Linked DNA regions of Ovis aries: region 2 is linked to region 1. The links are chromatin contacts, called in public Hi-C maps. All regions are on one chromosome and are shown on one strand. Each heading gives the region's core, a stretch centred on a gene start, on an enhancer-like site or on the middle of the called end of the contact. The rest is flanking DNA. Distances are from core to core; before and after follow the strand shown. Region 1 holds the start of RDX (radixin). Region 2 has its middle 30 kb from the start of FDX1.

What was found. A called contact is a pair of places that touch in the nucleus more often than the background predicts.
Region 2: a contact with region 1 is called in a Hi-C map of liver, with 4 times the contacts expected there. The contact joins the enhancer-like site here to the promoter of RDX in region 1. A contact is called at or near these places in 2 of 16 Hi-C or Micro-C datasets (liver and tail adipose tissue).

The regions. Positions count from the first base shown.
Region 1 is chr15:20,033,135-20,036,726 of ARS-UI_Ramb_v3.0, reverse strand. It overlaps RDX (radixin), which reads left to right and starts at 1,693. Exons shown (of 15, transcript XM_015100904.3): 1 at 1,693-1,877.
Region 2 is chr15:20,100,909-20,104,155 of ARS-UI_Ramb_v3.0, reverse strand. No RefSeq gene overlaps it. Among named protein-coding and RNA genes, the nearest start is that of FDX1, 30 kb to the left of the region's middle. Within about 2 kb of position 1,470, at least 1 of the 54 cell types and tissues checked has an H3K27ac peak or open chromatin away from gene starts, as enhancers often do. A contact at or near this core is called in liver, where this site is marked.

The sequences.
Region 1 (3,592 bases), core at 444-2,943:
CAGTCTTACAAAGCATTTCATACCAGTGCCTGTCATGTGACACATGATAATGAATGCTTCATTTTCTGTCACAAAAGTATGTTTGATTAGTGTACTATCTAGGAATTTACACAATAGTTTGACTATCTTTATGCATGCAGCTTGTTGTAGAAGTCTGAAAAATCACCGGGATAATTGTTCCACCCCAGGGAGAAGGTCAGGGAGTAATCCTATAGTTAAAGAAAAGCACACACCTGGTTCCCATCTTCGAGGACTCTGCACTCTAAAGGCCTTAGAATTAACTTGAGACTTTTAATTGTTCCAAGTGGTCTCAAAGGGCAATGGTGGAAACACGCTTAAGAGTAAATTTAATGAAAGTGATCAGAGGAGAGTTTCCGGAAAAAGCCATAGTCTCAGGGAAGACAAACAGAAAAGCAAGAAGGATACCGATTATTTGCTCTAAAAAAGTTGAGTACACTGGGTGAGGTTGTATTTGAATGGGTTTCCCTGGTGGCTCAGACCCTTAAGAATCTGCCTGCAATGCAGGAGACCTTGGTTCCATCCTGAGATCAGGAATATCCCCTGGAGAAGGGAATTGTTACCCTCCAGTATTCTTGCCTGGAAAATTCCATGGACAGAGGAGCCCGGCGGGCTACAGTCCATGGGGTCGCAAAGAGTTGGACACGACTGAGCAAATTTTTCATTTTCAAACTTTGTTAATAAAAAGTAAACTATATAAAGCAGGTCAAACTAGGCTACTCTGATTTTGTGCACTTGCTATTTCCATACGTAGAGCAAGTTTTGCTCTTTGAATCCCAGAAAATACAAGAGGAATGGGAGTAGATGACAGAACAATGACCGTAAGTCTGTCTAGCCCCGACCACTACTAAAACGAGTGGGCTAGTCAGACCATGATCAAATGCCTAACTTCACAAAGTCAAAGATAATTTAGGTTTGGCTGCTCTTTGCGGTGTCCCACTTCCATCAATTTTCTTTTACTGACTTCTTCCTTGCCCGGATAAAAATTTGCACTCTCGATTGGGATTTTGGTGGGGCCTAAAAATTGTCCCTGAAAAAGTAAGTTTACTGGTTGGGTAAACACTGCCAAAATAAAGTTCTTCATTGTCTATATAAATCCCTCTAAGGCAGGCCTTTTTTTCTCTCCCGATCCAGGGTTTTCAAGCTTTCAAGAGCCAAGTAACGCGCTCCACTCGGTCGTTGATTCCCTGGGAAAGAATGCCTTGTTGGGGGCGATGGAAACGCCCTCTGAATTTTCTGGCACCAGCGGGAGTTTCAAGTTTCCACCGGTCGCGGGGAGGCGGCAGGCCCACTCCCAGCTCTGGGTTTGGGCGGTTCCGCTTCCCGGGCCATCGGGCTTCACTCTAGCCCAGTCCCCCTCACGGAAGGAGCGGCCCACCCCCGCGCTCGGCCCCGTTCCCTAGGGACTCCGGAGCCGCGCCCGGGTCCTCGCGCGTCCCCGCCCCGGACGGAGACCCTCCCTGCCCGCGGGCGACGCCCGGGCCGGCGAGTGGCCGCGAGCCCGAGGGGCTGGGCGGGGCCGGGCCGGGGCGGGGCGCGGGCGGCGGGGTGGCGGCCGCCGCAGCGGCGTTGGCGCTCGGGCCGCGGCGCGAGGCCGGCCGGCCGGCAGGGGGAGGCGGGGGGCGCGGGGCGCGGGGCAGCCCCGCCTCTCCCCCGAGGAGCCGCCGGGCAGCCATATTGCGGAGCTGTCTGCGGTGGCGGCGGTACCTCTACTCTCCGGCGTCCCGGCGCTCGCTCCACCGCCGCCTCTCTCTCTCTCTCTCTCTCTCTCTCTCTCCCCTTGCCGCAGCCGCGACGCCCGCCGCCGCCGCGCAGCGCCCGGCCACTCTCGCGGCGGGAAGCAGCCGCCCGCTCCTGAGGTAAGCCGCCGGCGCGCTCCCTTCCCCCACGGCCGCTCCCGGGCTCCGCCGGAGCCGCTGAGGTGGCGGCGAGAAGTCGCGGCGCCCGGTGCTGCCCGCTGGCCTCGCCGCCAGGGCCGCGGCGCCGCTTGTCCTAACGGTCCGGCAGGCCAGGCCGCTCCTGCGGTCGCGGACGCCGCGAGGCTTGGCCGGCGTCTCGGCCGCGGCCTGAACACGCCGCGGCGAGCTGCTGCCCCCCGGGCGCGGGTCCGCCCTCCGCGTCGGCCCCGGGCTCGGTCGGGCTCCCGCCGCTCGGGCGCCGCCCCGGGCTCGGCCTGGCTCGTCCCTTCTAGGCAGTCTTGAGAATGCAGATTTAAGCGTAGAAAAAAATGACATAATTATTATCATTTTTTGCTGTGGTAGGAAAGGAATTTATTACCATTTCTCCCTGGTCTCCGATTTGAAAGCAAAGGTGTTGAATTACTAGAGAGCGTGAGTTCCGCCGTGGCGGCAAAGGGAGGTTGCGTGACGGGGCTCGGGGCGCGAGCGGCCCCCGCACCCGCGCGGCGGCCCTGGCGGCTCCGGCCCCGGCCCTACCTGCTGCTGCTGAAGTTGCGGGCGCCCCCCGAGCCCCGTAACTTTCTCGGATTTTGGATCTTAGACCGCAGTAGACAAGTTGAGTACATTACAGCCCCCTCTTCCTTTAAAGGGTTGTAAACGTAATTCTCAGGCTAACTTTGAAAGGGGCGGGGGTGGGGTGGGGTGGAACACTATATTATTTTAGTTTAAATAGAGCGCATCACATCCTATACAGATGTAGCATGGTTCTTTATTCACACCATGTATTGAGCGTTTTTTTCTTTTTTTAAAATACCATTAAGGACTGGTTATTAACGAGGCTGGAAATGTGTTGAAAGTCAGCTTCATCAACGATATGTTTTAAAATCTATCTACTTGAGATTTTTGTCGAAATGTTAATGAGTTCTGTGGCAATAGACAAGCATGATGTAAATGTAAATACCTAAGATAGTAAGCATTTGTTTGATAAACGAGCGCTCGAAAATAGGCATTGCAATCTATTGTTTACTGAGCATACATTTTTTTTAGAGCACTAAATACTCTTTTATATTTCGGATGGAGCTCTGAATGAACAATTGCCCCGTTCATTTGCTGGATAAATAATGGCTTAATCCGTTTACCATAACAGCATTATTAGAATTAAGAAGCGAGGCTAATATTCAGGGTTGCATTTACATTTTTTTTAGTACTACCTTATTTTCACGTGTGCTTTATCTTCCAAAGACTAATAATTACCGCAAATGTGGTAAAAACGTAAAAGATTTCTTTTGAAGTTAGTGGATTATAATTCATCTGTAAAATGAATTGCACTTTGTTTCTTTTGTTTAATTACTTTTGTAAAGTGCATAATGGTATTTAATAAACAATGTTTTTTTAGTGAGAGATGAATAGATACTCATTGAAATGCTTTACAGTATATTTAAATGAAACAAAATTTGTGGCATTTAGGAATGTTGAATTCTTGCCCTTGTGGATTATACATCGTTTTGTTCACTCCTGTGTTCCCAAGCATGGCAGAGCGTAGGAGAGGCTCAGAACTGAAATTAATTTCAGCATGGGGAAAATATGTTTAGTCTGTCCTTTGTTTTGGACATTTGCATTAACTGGAAATTAAATTGATATGTTTTTCCTGTGGTGGTGACAAATGACAGACTGCT
Region 2 (3,247 bases), core at 221-2,720, 68 kb before region 1:
TAATGAGTCAGGGATTGTACTAAGGGATTTATGTACATTATCTTAATTTTCATAACCTATGAGGTAGCCTCTGAGGTAAATGCTTTTTGTTATGGTCATTTTCAAGTTCAAAAAAGTGAGGCTTAGTTTAAATCATTTGCCCAGGGTGCAAGGTTGATGCCCAGGGTGATGGTAGAGCCAAGATTTGACAGATTTATTAGTGTTAAGCATATTTCTCATTTCAGAGTTGTAACTCTGCTTTTTATAATAAAAATTTTTTTGATTGTCTTAGTCTTAATATTTTGTCCTTGCTGCTGCTGCTGCTAAGTCACTTCAGTCGTGTCCGACTCTGTGCGACCCCAGAGATGGCAGCCCACCAGGCTCCCCCGTCCCTGGGATTCTCCAGGCAAGAACACTGGAGTGGGTTGCCATTTCCTTCTCCAGTGCAGGAAAGTGAAAAGTGAAAGTGAAGTCGCTCAGTTGTGTCCAACCCTCAGCGACCCCATGGACTGCACCCTTCCAGGCGACTCCATCCATGGGATTTTCCAGGCAAGAGTACTGGAGTGGGGTGCCATTGCCTTCTCCATTTTGTCCTTACACAGAAGAAATTTCTAAAACAAGAAGTCTGAATCAAGAAAATCCAAATTATATTGATAGGCCAGAAGATATGAGTTGAACAACAATTCTTACCAAATTGTGCTTAAAACAATCCCAGCAAGTAGTCCCTCAAATTTGCTATTTGGGAGTAAATTTACTATTTGGGAGTTGGGGAAGTCAAGTCTAAATTCAGAGGTAAGGGGACTGGAAAAGCAACAATGACCAAATATTCCTTTGGGAATACAAATAATCTTGCAAAATAATTCTAAATATCACTTTAAATTTTTTATTTTCAGACTTCATAACTGCAATTTCTGGCACATTATTCAGCATAAAGTGTTTTTAATAAGCATTAACTGGATCAAACACTTGACTCAACTAAGGAATTCAGAGATTACAGTCTGTTCATTTCTAGGACTCCATCTCCCCTCAAAGGATTAACTGGATATACTACTACATTTGCTTTTGAGACGCATGTTAATCCGTACGCACATACACACACACAACATGGTGGATTACGCACATGCATTTACTTCTACTACCACCCGTAGTCCCATCAAAGTGGCAGAAAAAGTCTTTAAAGAGAATGAGATAAAAACAGGAATAGGAAACGAGAAACAGTATCATCATCAGAACGGAAGTTTTGAGAAATCTGTGAAAGACAGAAAGCAGATGGATGGACTGAGAGAAAGTATATGGCAAACTGCAGGCCAGGACACGGGAAATGAACATGTTTCCCTAAGGAGGCCCTGGAAGGGAGCTCACACTCAGCAAGCTATACAATGATGAGCTGTGGGGCAATGATAAGTGGCCTCATCAGAGAACTAGACTGAGTGCCTAGGGACAGCTAGGCCCCTTTCCTTGACCTGCGCAAACAAAGCTTGGCAGCTGAGACTTTTGCCCTCGGGCCAAAAGCCAGACACACTGCCCTTTAGGAAGCAAGCTGTCAGCTCAGGTCAGGATTTTTCTGGATATCTACAATAAACTCAGAGTTTGTTGTACTTAGTGCATGTGAATGGAGAAGGAAATGGCAACCCACTCCAGTATTCTTGCCTGGAGAATCTCAGGGACAGAGGAGCCTGGTGGGCTGTCGTCTATGAGGTCGCACAGAGTTGGACACGATTGACTCGACTTAGCAACAGCAGCAGCAGGAGCAGCAGCAGTGCGTGTGCAAGTGTGTTAGTCGGTCAGTCGTGTCCAACACTTTGCAACACCATGGACTATAGCCCATAGGCTCCTCTGTCCATGGAATTGTCCAGGCACGAATATTGGAGTGGATAGCCAAAATCACTCTTAAAATGCATCTCCACCCATTCCAGCTGAAAACTTCTGTTTCCCCCCACCCCTTCAATTCTGGCCCCCACCTCCCCCACCCCCTCCACTGCCCCCACCTCCCCACCCCCTCCACTGCCCCCACCCCCACTTGCTTGTTTGGTTTTTTTGCCCACAGGAAACCCTACCGAAAAGTCTTCCTATCCACAAACCCCACCTACTAATATAAAAGCTATCAGTCATTCTATTCAAGAGCTTCTTAGGAAAACAAATCTAAACAATTGAGGAGGAGGAAACCCACACAAGCTACCTCTACTAAATTAAGGTGTTTGTTTAGTTCTTAATTTATTCATACAAATGCACAACAGGAAACATCAAACTTGTGAGGAAAAAAACAATGCAAAAGGGAAAGACAGAAAATAAATTAGATAACTGAGGTTGGAGGAAAAGGTAACTCAAGCAGTTAAAGAGAATTAAAAAAAAAAAATACACACAAACCAATCACATTCTTTATTAATCAATTAAGAAAGGTAATATTTCAAACAATTCCAATAAGAGCAATAACAATGTTAATTATATCATCTGTGAAATTTATAACCTATTGCATTCTTAAGACAATTACAGTTTGTGATAAAAAGTAATAATCAGAGAACTTGAAAGAGTTCATAGAAACTAAAAATGAAAATTTCAATGGAATTGCTAAATAATATAGATACAATAGAAGATCAAGTTGGTTACCTGGAAGATAAAGGAAATAAAAAGACAGAGATATGAGAAAAAAAAATGAACACATATGGAAGTTAGTGTTAGTAAAGCTAATATTTATGATATGTGATTCAAAAATGTATAGGAACTATGGAGAAAAAGAAATAATCAAGAAGATAATGAAATAAATTTCCTTACACTAAGAGTTTTTAGACTGACAAAGTCCACATATTACTGAGCAGGAAAAACAAACAAGAGCACATATATAGACACCCTGGTGAAATTTTAGAACTTCAAGAACAGAAAAGTGTTAGTCGCTCAGCTGTCTGACTCTTTGGGAAACTTTGGACTGTAGCCTGCCAGGTTCCTCTGTCCATGGGATTCTCCAGGCAAGAATGCTGGAGTGGGTTGCCATTGCCTTCTCCAGAGGACCCAGGGATTGAACCTGGGTCTCCCACATCGCAGGCAGACTCTTTACCATCTGAGCTACCAGGAAAATTTTAGAATTCTAAGAACAGAAAGAAACCCTAAAAGCTTCCCAAAAGGGAAGAAATGAAAAGGAATGACTATCAAACTGTCATCCAACTTCTTTTCAGCAATACTAGTAACAGAAGACAATTAATAAGACAAATATATGTTGAGTGTATACTGTGTGCTAGACACTATTTTAGATCCTTGGGATATATCAGTGAAC